Regions from separate parts of the Mus musculus genome. Here regions 2, 3, 4 and 5 are each linked to region 1. The links are chromatin contacts, called in public promoter capture Hi-C maps. All regions are on one chromosome and are shown on one strand. Each heading gives the region's core, a stretch centred on a gene start, on an enhancer-like site or on the middle of the called end of the contact. The rest is flanking DNA. Distances are from core to core; before and after follow the strand shown. Region 1 holds the start of 4921513I03Rik (RIKEN cDNA 4921513I03 gene). Region 2 has its middle 46 kb from the start of Llph. Region 3 has its middle 37 kb from the start of 1700006J14Rik. Region 4 holds the start of 1700006J14Rik (a long non-coding RNA gene). Region 5 has its middle 15 kb from the start of Hmga2.

Region 1 (2,799 bases), core at 145-2,644:
CCCCTGAGTGGAAAGAAAGCTGTCAGGATGAAAGGACCCTGCTTATGATGAACAGCTGCTGGCTGGACCCATGCAGGAAGAACCAGCCTCAAGTTAACTCCTTGTTCCCAGCCAGCCAGGAACTGACTGCATCCAGACTTCTGAAGCCACAGCTCTGAATGAAGCAGCTTTTTATGAATGGAGAGCCATGCCAAAGGTCTTCAAAGCCCATGGGATCTCCTGAGCATATCTTCACTCCCCCCGGTCTTTCACAATAGACACCCTAACGTGTCCACCCCAGGAATCGAGAGGCTCAGACCTCTGGATCTACCACTCTTCCCTAGTTTTTTGGAAGACCTCAGCCTGTTGCTGTTCAGAGGCACAAATGGCACTGCCAGTGAGTGGAATAGCATCTGAAAGCTGCCTTAGTTTGCACAGTCAGTTCTATCAGAACAGGGAAAAGAAGGGCACATCCTAAAGACACGTTCTGTGTAGTCAGAAGTCCTGTAGACAGAAGGTCTATAAAGCTTCAGGTTCTGTTAAATTACTGCAGGAATCAATCTTAGCCATGCTTTCCAATGCAGCAAAATGTGATTATTTTTCCAAAGGGAAAAACGAGCCCCAGTTTGCAGTAGATGAACAATCAGGTGGGAAGAACTGGGCACAATTCTGCACCCAGGATCAGCCTCAAACCTTCCCTCAGCATCTGCTGAAGGCTCCAGCTCCATCCTATAATAGCGAACAGGATAAGAGTATCAGCTCACAGGAGAAACATATCTATACATTGATAGCTGTACATTAGTTGTAGGTACTACAAAAACTCAAAGACTATCGGAGAAAAACTTTAAAGAACAGTTTCCTTTGAGCTCATAGTTTAGTTATTTCAGTCCTATGGTCACCTGGTTCCCTTGTCTGTGAATTATAGTGATGCAGACTATGTGATGGTCTAACTCTGATCAACAACTTTATTGGATTAAGAAACCACCAAGGCATTAGTGAGTCACACCTTACCTCTGAACTTATCTGTGAGCCTTTTTCTAGAGAGGAATGACTAAGAGGGTAAGACCTTTCCTGAACATAGTAGAGACCTTCCCATGCACTGCGGACTTGGCTGGATAAAAAGAGGACTTGGCTGGATAAAAAAAACGGGAGAGGAGAAAGCCTCTGAGCTCCGTCATTCCCTCCTCTCCTTTTCCTGGTCCGCTGAGATGTGAATCAGCAGCCTCATGCTTCTGCTGCCACGCCTGCTAGCCACTCCCACTACCATGCCTGTGAGCCACGCCCACTGCTATGCCTGATAGCCACTCCCACTGCCATGCCTGATAGCCACTCCCATCGCGATGCTTTCATGATTGTGACAAACTATACTCGCAAACCATGATCCAAAAGAAAACCTCCTTCTCTCGCATTTGGTCACAGCTGCTGGAAAAACAATAGAGAACAATGTGGAGGAAAGCAGTCGGGGTGGAGCAGGGCTTCTGATCTCACTGCAGCTGGGTAACAGCATGTGAATTCGGGCAAGGTAAGCCATTCAAAGGTACCCTCCCAACCCGCCACTTCCAGTTAGGTCATACCTCCCAAAAACACACTCAATGATGAAGTCATCAGTAGAATGGTCTGTTGGTGTGGTTGGTATCCTTCTTATCCATCTACTTCTCAACAAAACTGCCAGACTCAAAACCTGAGACTTTGAGGGGCATTCGAGGGGCATATCACTCAGGGTTCTCTAGAGGAACAGATCCAATAGAACGTATATTACAGAGGTAATCCATTATGATGGCTTACAGGATAGGTGCACTCGTGCCTGCTGTGTGTGTGTGTGTGTGTGTGTGTGTGTGTGTGTGTGTGTGTGTGTGTCTGTGTGTGTGTGTGTCTGTGTGTATGTGCTGTTACCTGCAGAGGTCAGGAGGGGGCGCATATCTCTTGGAGCTGGAGTTAGGAGTGGTCGCACAGAACTCAGAACCTCCGGGGGAACAGCAAGTTCTCTGAACTGCTGAGGCATCTCTCAGGCCCTCTGCCAGAATCCTTTGAGTAGATCCGCCCTTCACTCTTCTCCAAGGTTTTAAATCTCTTCGTGAAAAAAAAAACAGAATCAGACAAACTTAAGTACCATCATCTCCTTACAACGAGCAAAGAATGTTATTTCAGGATAACTCTGTAGGTTCAGCAGGATGGAAATTCCCACTTTCCTCTAAACACCATAAAACAAATACAGGATCGGGAAGCCCCGCTCTTACTGTTCCCACGGGTTTCCCAGATAAGAGTCGTATCTGTCTTTTCCACTTCACTGGCCTTCGGTCTAGTTGGTTTGTTCTCAGAGTGAAAAGGATGGTGGTATTGTGTGGTACTGAGACGAGCTGCCGTTATTGGCAGCTGTCAATCTGCCACTGTGCTCCACCACTGCTCCACATTGGCTGAGATGGAGCCGGACTTCACGTGAGGTATGGCGGTTGTGTGAGTCATGGCCATCACATTAGGCAAGCCAGACTATGATCAATACTAGGATTTTATTTTCACTCTAAGAGCTTATATCTCGAAGACCAGAGCACACTGCACAAGAGTCTGACTAGCTCTGTCGGTTAGTCTTTATCGGGGCTGCTAACAGGAGGATGGGCGAGGGGTTACTCACAGGAGCAGGGTTGACTCAAAGGCAGGCACATCACAGAAAAGTGCACCCCATCATGGATGGCAGCTCACTGAGTGGTCTCATAGCTATCTGTAGGCAGCTTTAAAGGCCAAAGACTCAGCAGTTTGGCCATTCCAAGTCTCCTTTCCTTCCCAGTACATACTCCTTCTATGAAGACGGTGCAGGGTCTCCAA
Region 2 (2,799 bases), core at 118-2,617, 490 kb before region 1:
TTCCTTCTTCTTTTTCTTTCTTTGCTCCTTTCCCCTCCCTCTTCTTTCTTTTCTCCCCCCCCCCCCCGCCCCTCTCTCTCCCCTTTTAGCTAAACCTCCCAAGATCCTTTATTCCTTCGTAATATGACGTCATTCGCAGACCCTTCTCCTTTTCTCTGGCCTCTGAGCTTTGTTACAGTTAGAGCGGTGCTTTCTCAACTCACCTCCCCTGCTGGCCCTGCCCCAGATAGGGTATTTCCAGGTCAGAGGTGAGTAGGACTCTACTCTGCCCTCCCAGGATCTCTATACTCGTTTTCGTTAAAGCGACACTCGCAGAGGTGGCTCCCTAGGGCAAAGGAGGTAGCTTTGATTGTGAACACACTCAAAAAAACGGGTTTCCCGAGGCTTTCATGAACACTAGCTAATTCCAATTTGCCGCAGCTTGGTGGGGATGGAACACTCATTTCTTCCAGCTTGGACTTACAGGCTGCCTCTCTGTGGAATGCTAACCACCACCGAGCCGGCCAGGCTGCTTGATGGAGGGTCCAGACTATCGGATTCAGTGGAAACTACAGGGGGAGTTTGAGGGGAGCAGAATGTAATTACTTGAGCTGGACTCGGGCCAGCATTCTGGAGTTAACACAACTGGCCTTAGAGAGTCCGCTGTAAGATCTCCGGTGGCCACAAATGGTTAGGTCTGTGGTTTTAGGTTTCTTCAGAAAGGTAAACAGCACAGTTGAGCACAGTGCCCCCTAACACCACGCGGGCATCTTATTCACAGGGACCCAGGGAGAAAGAGGCCACCTACGGAATCAGAAACACCGTTTCCTGAAGTACCTTCTTGTCCCTGGGAGGTCTCTCATCCCTAGTCAGAACCTGACAAGCTCGCAGGCTGAGTGCTACGGCTGCCAGACTAAATTATGCGCTTATCATTTCTCCCCGTGTTGTCTGGGATTCCAGCAACCAAACAGTGGGGAACTCCTGATTCACATTTCTGCTCAAAACACACTCGTCGTCGTTTCTCCTCTCTGTAAAGCTCCCGGATCCCACAGTCCAAGTTAAACACAACTGGAATTTCCCTATAAGTCAAAAAAAAGTATTAATTCCGAGACCACATATTTTTCTTCTTGTAGGGTACATACGCATTTAAACACAGCACATGGGGCAGATCATCTGAAAACGGGGAAAAGCTCGGAGGGAAAAACAAAACAAACAAAAACAAACAAACAAACTAAGAGAGCAGAGATTTGGTTGGGTGTCTGACCCTGCAATGGGAATTTTCCTCTGTGGTTTGCTGGGAGAATACTAAAGGCCAGGCTGGAAGTTTCTATACCACATAGATCTTCAATGAGGGTGACTTAGGGCGGGAAGGAAGTAAGATGAGTCTTGGGCACTATTAGGGTGGCATGCGGCTGAACTAATGAATCCTGGGCTCTGGCACATCTGAGCTCTCTGGACTGTAACAGTCATCTTTTATGAATTAAAACGGCAATCTAAAGTTTTATAAATGTTAGCTCTTCTAATTGACGGTGGCCTGTCTAACGCAGAGGAAGTCGAGAATATCTCTCCCCTTGTTTCCCTTTTCACTTCTGCAAGTTCAATCTTCAGGAACTCCGACAAGGTCTTCATTTTTATGACGACCCACGCTGACTCCCAAATATATGATTTTTTTTTTCGCCCAGTAATGTTTGTGCCCATCTGGTTTGAATTTAGCATTCTTATGAGTCACTTCACTGTGATAGGAACACTCTGCTATAGAAAACTTCTGTTAATATTTTAACATTTTAAATCAAACATGCACACAGCATTACCCAAGTCTCCTTGCAATTACAGAAAACCCATGCCCTCTGTCCTTCATGGTTGCTGCCTTCACATTTATTTTCCTTAAATTGAACATAGTACACAGTAAATAAGTGTGCATCCCAGACAGATGTGGTGTGTGGTAAATAAGTGTGCATCCCAGACAGATGTGGTGTGTGGTAAATAAGTGTGCATCCCAGACAGATGTGGTGTGTGGTAAATAAGAGTGCATCCCAGACACATGTGGTGCGGAGTAAATAAGTGTGCATCCCAGACACATGTGGCGAGTGGTAAATAAGTGTGCATCCCAGACAGATGTGGTGTGTGGTAAATAAGTGTGCATCCCAGACAGATGTGGTGTGTGGTAAATAAGTGTGCATCCCAGACGCATGCTCAGCAGCATGGACCAGTGTATCCCTTTACTGCCTGAGAGCCTTTTGCAGCACCGTTTGCCTCGAGAGTAGGAGGGATGGCTGACTCTATAGGAAGTCATTTCCGTCTCATGGCTGACACTTAACCCATTTAAAAGAGCCCCATTTATTTTGCCCTCAACATAGACTTTATAACTTATGTTTTACTACCCAAATTTCCTGAAGCTTGTTTGAACCCATTTTCCTTTTACTGCTGGACAAAGTTTCTCAGAGTAGTCTTTAAGGCGAGAGGGAGGAGGGGGAAAATGTTAGGAATCTCTTTAAGAAAATACAGCAGGGTCTCCCCCACCTTCTTAGGCAAATGAATGGTTCTCTGAGAGGGGAGACTGAGCTGTGTACTTAGTGGGTAAATTGAATCTGCACATGGGGTGGACATAATTTAACTTAAAAAAATAAAAAGGACAATTTTGAAGGATTATTTGTCTATATTAAAAGTGAAGTAAGTACGCCCTAACAGGCCAGACCATTTTCTTCTTTATTTGGCTTTATGTAAAATATTTCATCTTAATTTTGGAAGGGGGAAAAAAAAAAGACAGCGTTTTAAATCAGCACTCCAGGCCTGTTTGTAAGGTGGGCATGGGTTCTGCAC
Region 3 (2,799 bases), core at 169-2,668, 440 kb before region 1:
CACAGAGGAAATCAACTTCCAAGCAAAAACAATTTTAATATGTGCCCCCCCCCAAAGGCATGCTTCCATATCAGTGTTTAAGTCATATGTCCTTAGCTTTACTCTGAAATAATACTCTCAGTTGCATTTTCTCCCCCTGGCAAGTTAGTTCTTACTGAAATGCTTTCAGGTCATCTTGTTCCCACCTGGGGCCATGTTAACAATTTGGCCATTCTGCATTAAACAGTAATTGACTTAGTGACATTTGATAGATTCGTACTCACATTCCACAGTTTAAATATCTTGTTAAAGTGTTGTTAATAATCTGTGGGTATATATTTCAAATAACTGTCATTAAATGCAGAATAACTGTCATTAAAGAGAGAGAATTAAATTTAATAGAGTAGTTACTATATACTTAAATACCAATGGGTGATTAGAAACAGATTTATCGGGGTCTCGATCATGCCTGGGTAGATTCGTGCCTATTTAGCGAGGTCAGTCCGCTGTATCTTTTTCTATTTTAAATCAGATGGTGAGTAGGTGCTTAAGTTAGAGGTGCTTAAGGTGGTACAGCGCCAATTAACCAGTGCTCAAAACTTTGGAAACCATTCCACTTCTTGGGGCAGTTCAAAGGTGTACCTTCGTCCCCCAGAGATGGAAAAGATAGTCTCTGTGAAGTCACAGCAGGAGGAGGGGCAGAGAGATGGGAAATCCACCCCCGGCTGTTCATATTTCCCGCTCAGTAAAGTGGTCACCTGACCTTTTAAAACCGTCTGGGATGCTCTGGGTAGAATATCAAAGACCCGTACTTCCAACCACACCATTCAGAGATGTCAGTTTGATAAATTCAGACCATCACGCTTTGGTTTTGTTTTATTTTGAAATTACAAGACACATCTCCCAAGCTATCTGGAGAGGTTGGGTTCTTTACATGGCTTTTGAGCTCAGCCCACTCTGAGTTTGAAGTATTTTGTTGAATCTCTTTGATCTTCTATTTGACTTCTGCTTGGGGGGGGGGGGACCAAAAAACTGCTCATAAACCTTCCAAGGACGGCTTTCTGACTTTCAGCTTTATTTAAGAATTATAAACAATGGACAGGTCTATAGCAGCATGATTTTAAGAGCACTTAGGACCCGAATGCTAATTTATTTCCTCGCCACCAAAAAAGAGACTTGTTTGGTAAAAAAAGAAGTTTTGGAGAGTTCAGCTTCGCTCAGTGAAAAAGAATGCTACTTTTAAGTGGCTAAATGTATTGCCTTTCTTCTCTTTCTTTCCTTTTTTTTTTTTCTTTAAATATTAAGATCTCTAGAGTAGCAATTTCCTCAAAGATGTTATGCACAAGGATTGGTATGACATTTGAAATGGCTTCAAGAGAGCCTGGCTACCCTTGACATGCTGGCAAACACTTCACAGATGTGCTTCTTGTGGCTGCCACACCGAGAGAGAACACAGGAGCGCTGACTGCAAACAAGTATCTCCATGTGTCAGTGTGAGGGAGAGGAGGCCTGAGGTGCTAAGCACCGCCATCGGCATCCCAGCTGCACGAGAGCCCCTCCTCGGATCTTGGCATCCACAGCTGATATCACATTAGTGGATGGATGCTCGTTGGTGTGATTTCCCATAACAACAACACACAAGCCAATAAGGAGCATGAAAACACTTTGGCAGCTGACTCTCGCGACTCCCAAGCAAACGAGTGCAGGACTACCTGCTTGCTCTCTAATAGTATAAGCTTTGGAAGTACTCCTGAGCTAGCAAACATGTCTCGAGGGCTCAATCAGTTATGTCGAGGGGGTGGGGTAGGGAATCACTTAATTTTATGTAGAAACTCAGATGACAATATCTAAGATCAGGTCACACTGTATTTCCTCCAGAAATAGCAATTAAAGTAATAGTGTTCTTATAACGATGGTTATGCTTTAAAAAAAAAAAAAGTCATTGAGCCCAGCAAGATGGCTGAGCAGGCTACACAAACCTGACCATCTGAGTTTGAGTCCCAGAACAAGTGTGAAGGTTAAAGGAGAAGAGACCTGACCCCAGAGTTGCCCTCTGACCCCTAGGACCCGCCCACTGACCTCCATGATGCCCACGTGCACACTGTGGCACGTGAATTGCCCACACCTTCCTTCCTTCAGGTTTCTTTTAAATATAAAACAATGGTTTGAAACATCAGGCTAACCCGAAGAACTGATCGGAAGGACACCGGAAGCGTCCGACCAATTGCTGAGGTTGCTTTTTCGTTCTACGGAATCGTTTCACCGGCCAGTGGTGGGCACTGCAGGCAAGCAGGGTGAGCGAACTGGGCGCAAGGAAGTTGTCAGTGAAAGCTGGATCCGTGAGTATTAAGATGCCCCGTGTTGAGGCAGATTCTCATCTTTAGGCTCCCTTTCCCATAGTTGACCTCCCTCACCCCATCCTTTCTCAGCAGAAAACCTGAAGGGCTGAATTTCCTCTGGACCTCCCCTTTGACCCTCCAGACTTGAAAGCCTACCTCAGACTTCCACATCTCCTGGCCCTTGTCCTTGCTTCCTGTTGCTTGCGTCTGCTTTGTCTCAGGTCTTCATAGTTGTGTGTACAGCACGGTAAATCCTACTCCAATTCCTGATTTCCCCCTTAGCCTAGCAGGTTTGGGTTGTGGATCTTTGACCTTGAACAGTAGCCAGACACACACAGCACTGCACTGGGTGAGACGGGAGGCCCTGGCCTTGCAGCTGGACTAGTCTAAACAAGTCAACTTCACACGATGGAAAAGTTGCCTGACGTCTGTGATTGTATTTGGTTTTCCTTTTGGTGGAATTATGGGGTAGCTTAGTGTT
Region 4 (2,799 bases), core at 177-2,676, 400 kb before region 1:
CTCAAAACTGTTTCAAATTAATGTAACAATCTAGCAGGAAAGCTGCCACAAGCATTTGTAACATTTTAATTAAAAAAAAAAAAAGTCATAGAAACATGCATAGCCTGCTGAGACGGAGTAAGAGTACAGAGAAGAATGGTCGAGAACTGGGGATGGCTGAGATGCCGACCCAGTAAGGTTTGGTTTGGTTTTGGTGGGCTTTTTTTTTTCCTTTCTCTTGCAGGGCTTGTGTCTAGCAGCGTGTAACAAGTGCAGGGCTGTAAATTCACTGTAGCATTCAGAGGTAGTATTGAGGAGTGGGGATTATTGCATCTCTGGCTAAAAGTGCAGCGTGAATGCAGAGATGGCAGTCCGAACCAAGATAATGCACCTCGGCTAGCCATCTTATGTCAAAATGAAAGGTGTTACAGGATGTAACACGCAGGCTTCATCTGAGGTAAGTGGTACTGCGGTCTTTCACGGACACTGGTACACAATGAAGAACAGGGAATATAGAGAGGAGAGAGAGGCGAGGGAGAGAAGGGAGGGAGAGAGGACAGAGAGCGGGAGCTGTTTTTATTATTTTTTTTTAAAAAATAGTGTCCTTTATATAGCAAAAGAGATTTCGGTTTCGCTCCTCCCATGTCATCACTTGGGTGGGTTCATTGGGTACTGTTAACCTTTTCATTAAATTCCAAAACAGGATCATTTTACTCAGCTAGTTATCTCCGATGCTTCAAGGCTGACAAGTGTCATTTATGGCTAAGTGGCTTTTGGCTGTGTAGATTTCCCGAGGCGGGAAAGAGAGCTTGTGGGCTTATCACTCCTGCTGCTGTGTATGAGTCCATAAATGGAGGAGTCAACGGTTCTCGTTTACTTCCCTTTTTGAAAAACAAAACAAAGCAAAAAACGAGCATAACCTATTCTGGTTTGCTAGCTGTATGAAAAGATACACCAGCATTTTGTCTCATTCAGAATTGAAAAGTAAAAAAAGAAAAAAAAATCAAGTAAGTGTCTACAAGATTATACACAAAGAAAGGAGAGTAGTGTCTAGTTCTCATCTTTGGTGTCCTAAGCAGATTTTCTATGATCATGGTGGGGGTGGCATCTGAGTGGACACAGAGTCACACACAATGCTTTTCTTATACGAATGCCCCCGGTCACCAGGGTGCCGGTTTAGGGTTTGCATGTAGTGACTGATTAAGCCCACCACAGAGGTTTTCTTCAACCACACACCCTTGCTTATCAGATCCACAAACTATTAGTAAGTTAAGGAAAAAGAAAACAGTCATTAAAAGTTGCATTGTTAAACTGTGTCCCCCGTGTTTACAGCAGTTTTTCACTAAACCTGGGACTGTGAAGGGATTACAAAGTGATTAATATAGTCCTTCTCAAGGTTATGCGATTTCGCCCACCCCGGCCCCGCCCCTCGCCCAGCCCCGCCCCCGCCCCACCCCGCAGGAAGTAGAAAGACCGTGGCAGTTAAGAATAACTGGTCACTGCAGTGTCTTCTCCCTTCAAAAGATCCAACTGATGCTGAGGTAGAAATTGAATGTCGGCGCCCCCTAATCCTCCTCTGCGGACTCTTGCGAGGATGTCTCTTCAGTCTCCTGCAACACACGGAAGGCAGGTGGGTTAGGCCTTGTTTGGGGAACAATGCTTGCCCAGAGTACCACTCCTGTAACCAGGAGTCGCCTGCACCACGCTGAGCTTGCTTAAGCGGAACATGGTGGGGGACACTGCCTGACCTCTATTCCCAGGCACTCAACCCGTGTCATTGAGGAATCAAGGGGTTGTCTTTTTTCCTGGGCTGTTTTTTGTCACTGTTGACTTAAGGCACCATGGCTGCTGGTCAGCAAATTCAATTGTTTACCGTCAGAAGTAGCCTGTGGGGTCTCTGGAGACTTCACTCACCAAGAAAGAGTTGGTTTCTCCCCATGGTGTGCCACAGTCATCGGGTTTAAAAAGCTGCTCTTGAAAGTCAACCCACCCACCAAATGTTGGTAATGGTAGCTGATGCTATTTGAACTTTTGCTAGTTGATGCTGTTTGGGCGTTTGCTAGATGTGTGTGTGTTTTTTTAGATGGGTTCCTTAGTGTACAGACAAACAATATACCCCTTATATATAAGGCAAGTAGGGGCAGGTTTGGGTCAAACAGGGCTGGTATACAACTCCTCAGCCAAGGCTGTGGGAGAGCGACAGCAGACCCATCCTGCAAGTACATTGCTCCTGAGAGCAGTTTCCTTATTTTTACATTTATTAAAACACATTTTGAGGCAATGGGCTAAGTTTGACATAACTGTTCAATCTCAATACTAAATCCGTCAACATCAGGCAAACATTTAACGGTGGGCCAGCCAAGCAGAGAAAACCTAATATATATGTTTTCTCAGGGCCTCTCGCCCATATAAATCTAACTCCACCCCAGCCCCCCTTTCCCCTCATTCCTTATGGCTCTGGAATTTGTTGGGGTTCCTGCAAGCTGGTGTGAGCTACAAAGTTCTTTTTAACTTCTGCTTATTTAACAAACCTGCAATACCTTTCAGGACATGGGCGGTAAAGCGGAGCTAATAAACATTTCCGATAAAGAGTGTCGTTAGTGGGAGGATGATTTTTATCAAACGCTGCCGGCTGGCTCCAAAGACGGCATGTGAAACAGATCTGGGAGAGGGGTAAACATTTACTCCAGCAGCCAATGAAGCCCCTTTAAGAATGGCCAGCTTACAACAGCCTTCATACTTTAATAGATTTGATTTTCCACATGGCTTCATTTCGTCTGGGTGGCTAACTGACACAATTTATACCCCGCTTCCTTTCCC
Region 5 (2,799 bases), core at 196-2,695, 270 kb before region 1:
TCTCCAAAAATATTTACGTTACAATTCACAACAGGAGCAAAACTACAGTCCACGGGTGTCTCTGCCTGCCTTTCTCTTTCCACGCTCTGCGGGTGCTCAGCCTCTTCCTCTCGCCTAGAATGGTTACCTCATCTTCAAAGTATGGCCACTCCACCTCAAGTTCAGCAGCCACGTGCTAGACAAAACAGGAGCAAAATAAGGAAAACAGACTGGTCCAGAAATCCACAGCAGATTTTCACAAGGTCAGTCTCAGCTCCAGATGAGAGAGGCTGCAAAAATAAAAAATAAAATAAAAAAGTAAATAAAATATAAAATGTTTTACTACTCTGAATAAGTTCAGTTGGAATTTGTTTGCTCATTGAGATAAGGTCTTGCTTGCTCTGCAAGTCAGAAAGATCTTCAACTCTCTCTGTAGCCCAGGCTAATTCACATTTTATGATGCCCCTGCCTTAGCCTTATTGGGATTAGAGCCATGTGCCACCACACCTGATTGAGAATCTGTCATTTGAATATATATATACATATATATACACATATACATATATACACGTATACACGTATACATATATACACACACACATATATGTGTGTATGTATATGTGCATATATATACATATATGTGTATATATATGTCTGTGAGCTGGGTGTATGTACATGTGCTCCTTCACATACTTGGGGCACACTTGTGTGTACAGGTACTCATGTGCACAAGCCTGTGGAAACCTAAGACTGCTGCTGGATAGCATCCTTAATGGCTTTCACATTTTATCTGAGGGTCTCTCGAGGTGTGGAGCTTAGCCAGTCAGCTTGCTCTGGGAATACCCCTGCCTCTACTTCTGCTTGCTGGGGTCACAGGTGGACACCAGGCCTACTCAGCTTTTCTGGGGGCCTTGAGAGTATGGACCCTGTGTCTCACGCTTGTCCCACAGGTGCTTCAGTGATTTTTAAAGAAAGAAGTCAACAGATAAATTCTGGGTAGCGGCTAGCAATGTTTGATACAAAAGAACAGTTTTGGTATAATCCAACACTCTCGTTTTTAATCATTTCAGCTTCTAATAATTTCAGATTTTAATATAGTCTCCCAAATGGAGACCTTGAGGAAGATGCTACTGGGGGAAGGGATGGAATGTTTGAGATCTAAGATGCCCTGAAGTTTGAGTGCAATAATGAGTTCACCGTGTTAGTAAATAGGAAGCAAGATGCCATTGAGACAGAACTGAGCGGGGAGGGAAACTGGACTGTTGTTTTCAATAATTCACTCCCTTCCTCTGTAAAATTACACTCTCTTGCTCTTTCACTCTGGAAGCCAAGCTTTGCGATACTGGCTGTATTGAAGTTGGGTTTGGTGACAGGAAATTTTTGGACAGCAGTTGGAAAGCAGAAGTGTCATGTGCCAGATCCAGGCCACAGGCTGTTCCTGCTTGTCATCTGAGAGTGGACACTCCACCACGTCAGAAACAGTCTCAGTCCTGCAATGAAGACACATGAAATAATATCAGAATGGATGCCTCGCCCTACAGAGTGAGGACTGGGTGCCAGTGGTCGAAGCCACTGGGCTTTGTGGTTGCTTATAATGCTGTTTGAGGGAAGGGCCATTGGTTCCAGTACTGGTAGTCATCTTCCGGAGCACAGGGAAGTGATGTCACTCCCACTAGGATGCTGCGCTCCCACTAGGATGCTGCGCTCCCACTAGGATGCTGCGCTCCGATCATAAACGCATACGGCGGAAGTGTTGCTGAGGGCACAGGGCCACTGGCGCATTGACATGTTGCTTCTTGAGATGTGATACAGTTGCTTGAGGAAACAAACTCTCATGAGAACCTTAAGAGTACAATTTCCACAGGGCTCGTCCTTAGGGACCTCAGAGTCAGCTCGAGACAACCCCAAGTCCAGTTCTCAGCATAAAGATTTATTTGTCTCAAATGGACAGAGAGCAGGGAATTAAAGACAGAGGCAAGAGTTAGAGAGAGATGGGGAAAGGAACAAGGGAGAGGGGAGAACGGGAGCAAGGGGAGTGTAATGGTATATTAGTCCAGGGTGGGGGTGGGACATAACAAAGGACTGCCTCTGGATAGAGAGAAGACAGCCATGACCCATAGACAAATGTTGGTTTATAAAGGTGAAAGGGGAAATCACATGTTAGGATGAGTTGACTAATTTTAATTGGGCACGATAATTAAAGTGGCCAAAAGGGGGCTTTTGATGGTTGGACTTCAATGCTTTGATAACTGGACCTTGGTGGTCAGCCTCAGGGGGAGGAAGTGGCCAAATAAGGGACTAGCCCTTGGTGGCTAGCTTTAGGAATGTCATCTAATGGCTCTTAGCAAGGCAGAGGGAATAGAAGAAGTGCAAGGCTTTCCAGAGCCATGTTTGTCATGCTCATACCAACTAGAGTTTCTTCACTCAGCATGTCTATTCATATTACATATCATTTATGTATGTGTATATAAACAAAATGTAAACATCCACACAACCATACTGGCTAAAACACGGAAAAAGCACAAACATAAAATGTTCACGATCCGGTAACTGGAAAAATAAAATATCTGTCCATTCACGATATGGGATAGTACTCAACACTGAAAAAGACACGAAGCACTGGCATGCGCTACAACATGCTACAACCGTGTATGATTCTTGGAAAGAATATGCTGAGTCAGACTCTGAAGGATACTATTGTAAAATTTCATTAATGGGTTAGTGGTTAAGAACACTTACTGCTCTTCCAGAGGCCTGGAGTATCCATGTTGGACAGCTCACAACCATCTGTAGTCTCAGCTGCAGGGAATCTGAGGTCTG

The links. Promoter capture Hi-C pulls out the DNA fragments that hold promoters and counts their contacts.
Region 2: a promoter capture Hi-C map of hematopoietic stem and progenitor cells shows a contact between it and region 1, with 3 times the contacts expected there. The contact joins the enhancer-like site here to the promoter of 4921513I03Rik in region 1. A contact is called at or near these places in 17 of 39 promoter capture datasets (3T3-L1-derived adipocytes, the HPC-7 cell line, the SN4741 cell line and 11 more), 1 of 484 Hi-C or Micro-C datasets (bone marrow-derived macrophages), 5 of 115 datasets of contacts at active chromatin or transcription factors (the NIH/3T3 cell line, embryonic hindbrain, embryonic stem cells and 2 more) and 1 of 9 other capture datasets (embryonic stem cells).
Region 3: a contact with region 1 is called in a promoter capture Hi-C map of hematopoietic stem and progenitor cells, with 4 times the contacts expected there. The contact joins the enhancer-like site here to the promoter of 4921513I03Rik in region 1. A contact is called at or near these places in 14 of 39 promoter capture datasets (the 3T3-L1 cell line, 3T3-L1-derived adipocytes, the SN4741 cell line and 9 more), 1 of 484 Hi-C or Micro-C datasets (bone marrow-derived macrophages) and 2 of 115 datasets of contacts at active chromatin or transcription factors (embryonic stem cells and trophoblast stem cells).
Region 4: a contact with region 1 is called in a promoter capture Hi-C map of frontonasal cranial neural crest. The contact joins the promoter of 1700006J14Rik here to the promoter of 4921513I03Rik in region 1. A contact is called at or near these places in 6 of 39 promoter capture datasets (the HPC-7 cell line, cranial neural crest, embryonic stem cells and 3 more), 1 of 484 Hi-C or Micro-C datasets (bone marrow-derived macrophages), 1 of 115 datasets of contacts at active chromatin or transcription factors (extraembryonic endoderm stem cells) and 1 of 9 other capture datasets (embryonic stem cells).
Region 5: a promoter capture Hi-C map of the HPC-7 cell line shows a contact between it and region 1. The contact joins the enhancer-like site here to the promoter of 4921513I03Rik in region 1. A contact is called at or near these places in 12 of 39 promoter capture datasets (the 3T3-L1 cell line, 3T3-L1-derived adipocytes, the HPC-7 cell line and 9 more), 1 of 484 Hi-C or Micro-C datasets (nephron progenitors) and 1 of 115 datasets of contacts at active chromatin or transcription factors (extraembryonic endoderm stem cells).

Annotation. Positions count from the first base shown.
Region 1 is chr10:120,764,338-120,767,136 of GRCm38.p6, forward strand. 4921513I03Rik (RIKEN cDNA 4921513I03 gene) reads left to right here and starts at 1,395. Exons shown (of 3, transcript NR_038000.1): 1 at 1,395-1,501.
Region 2 is chr10:120,271,859-120,274,657 of GRCm38.p6, forward strand. No RefSeq gene overlaps it. Among named protein-coding and RNA genes, the nearest start is that of Llph, 46 kb to the left of the region's middle. Within about 2 kb of position 1,368, at least 68 of the 459 cell types and tissues checked have an H3K27ac peak or open chromatin away from gene starts, as enhancers often do. A contact at or near this core is called in the NIH/3T3 cell line and hematopoietic stem and progenitor cells, where this site is marked.
Region 3 is chr10:120,326,038-120,328,836 of GRCm38.p6, forward strand. No RefSeq gene overlaps it. Among named protein-coding and RNA genes, the nearest start is that of 1700006J14Rik, 37 kb to the right of the region's middle. Within about 2 kb of position 1,419, at least 11 of the 459 cell types and tissues checked have an H3K27ac peak or open chromatin away from gene starts, as enhancers often do.
Region 4 is chr10:120,362,708-120,365,506 of GRCm38.p6, forward strand. It overlaps 1700006J14Rik (a long non-coding RNA gene), which reads left to right and starts at 1,427. Exons shown (of 7, transcript XR_003948966.1): 1 at 1,427-1,609. Hmga2 (high mobility group AT-hook 2) reads right to left here. Exons shown (of 5, transcript NM_010441.3): 5 at 1-1,589. The coding sequence ends at 1,545. It overlaps Gm40783 (a long non-coding RNA gene), which reads left to right and starts at 1,649. Exons shown (of 2, transcript XR_872121.2): 1 at 1,649-2,799.
Region 5 is chr10:120,490,271-120,493,069 of GRCm38.p6, forward strand. No RefSeq gene overlaps it. Among named protein-coding and RNA genes, the nearest start is that of Hmga2, 15 kb to the left of the region's middle. Within about 2 kb of position 1,446, at least 5 of the 459 cell types and tissues checked have an H3K27ac peak or open chromatin away from gene starts, as enhancers often do. A contact at or near this core is called in the HPC-7 cell line, where this site is marked.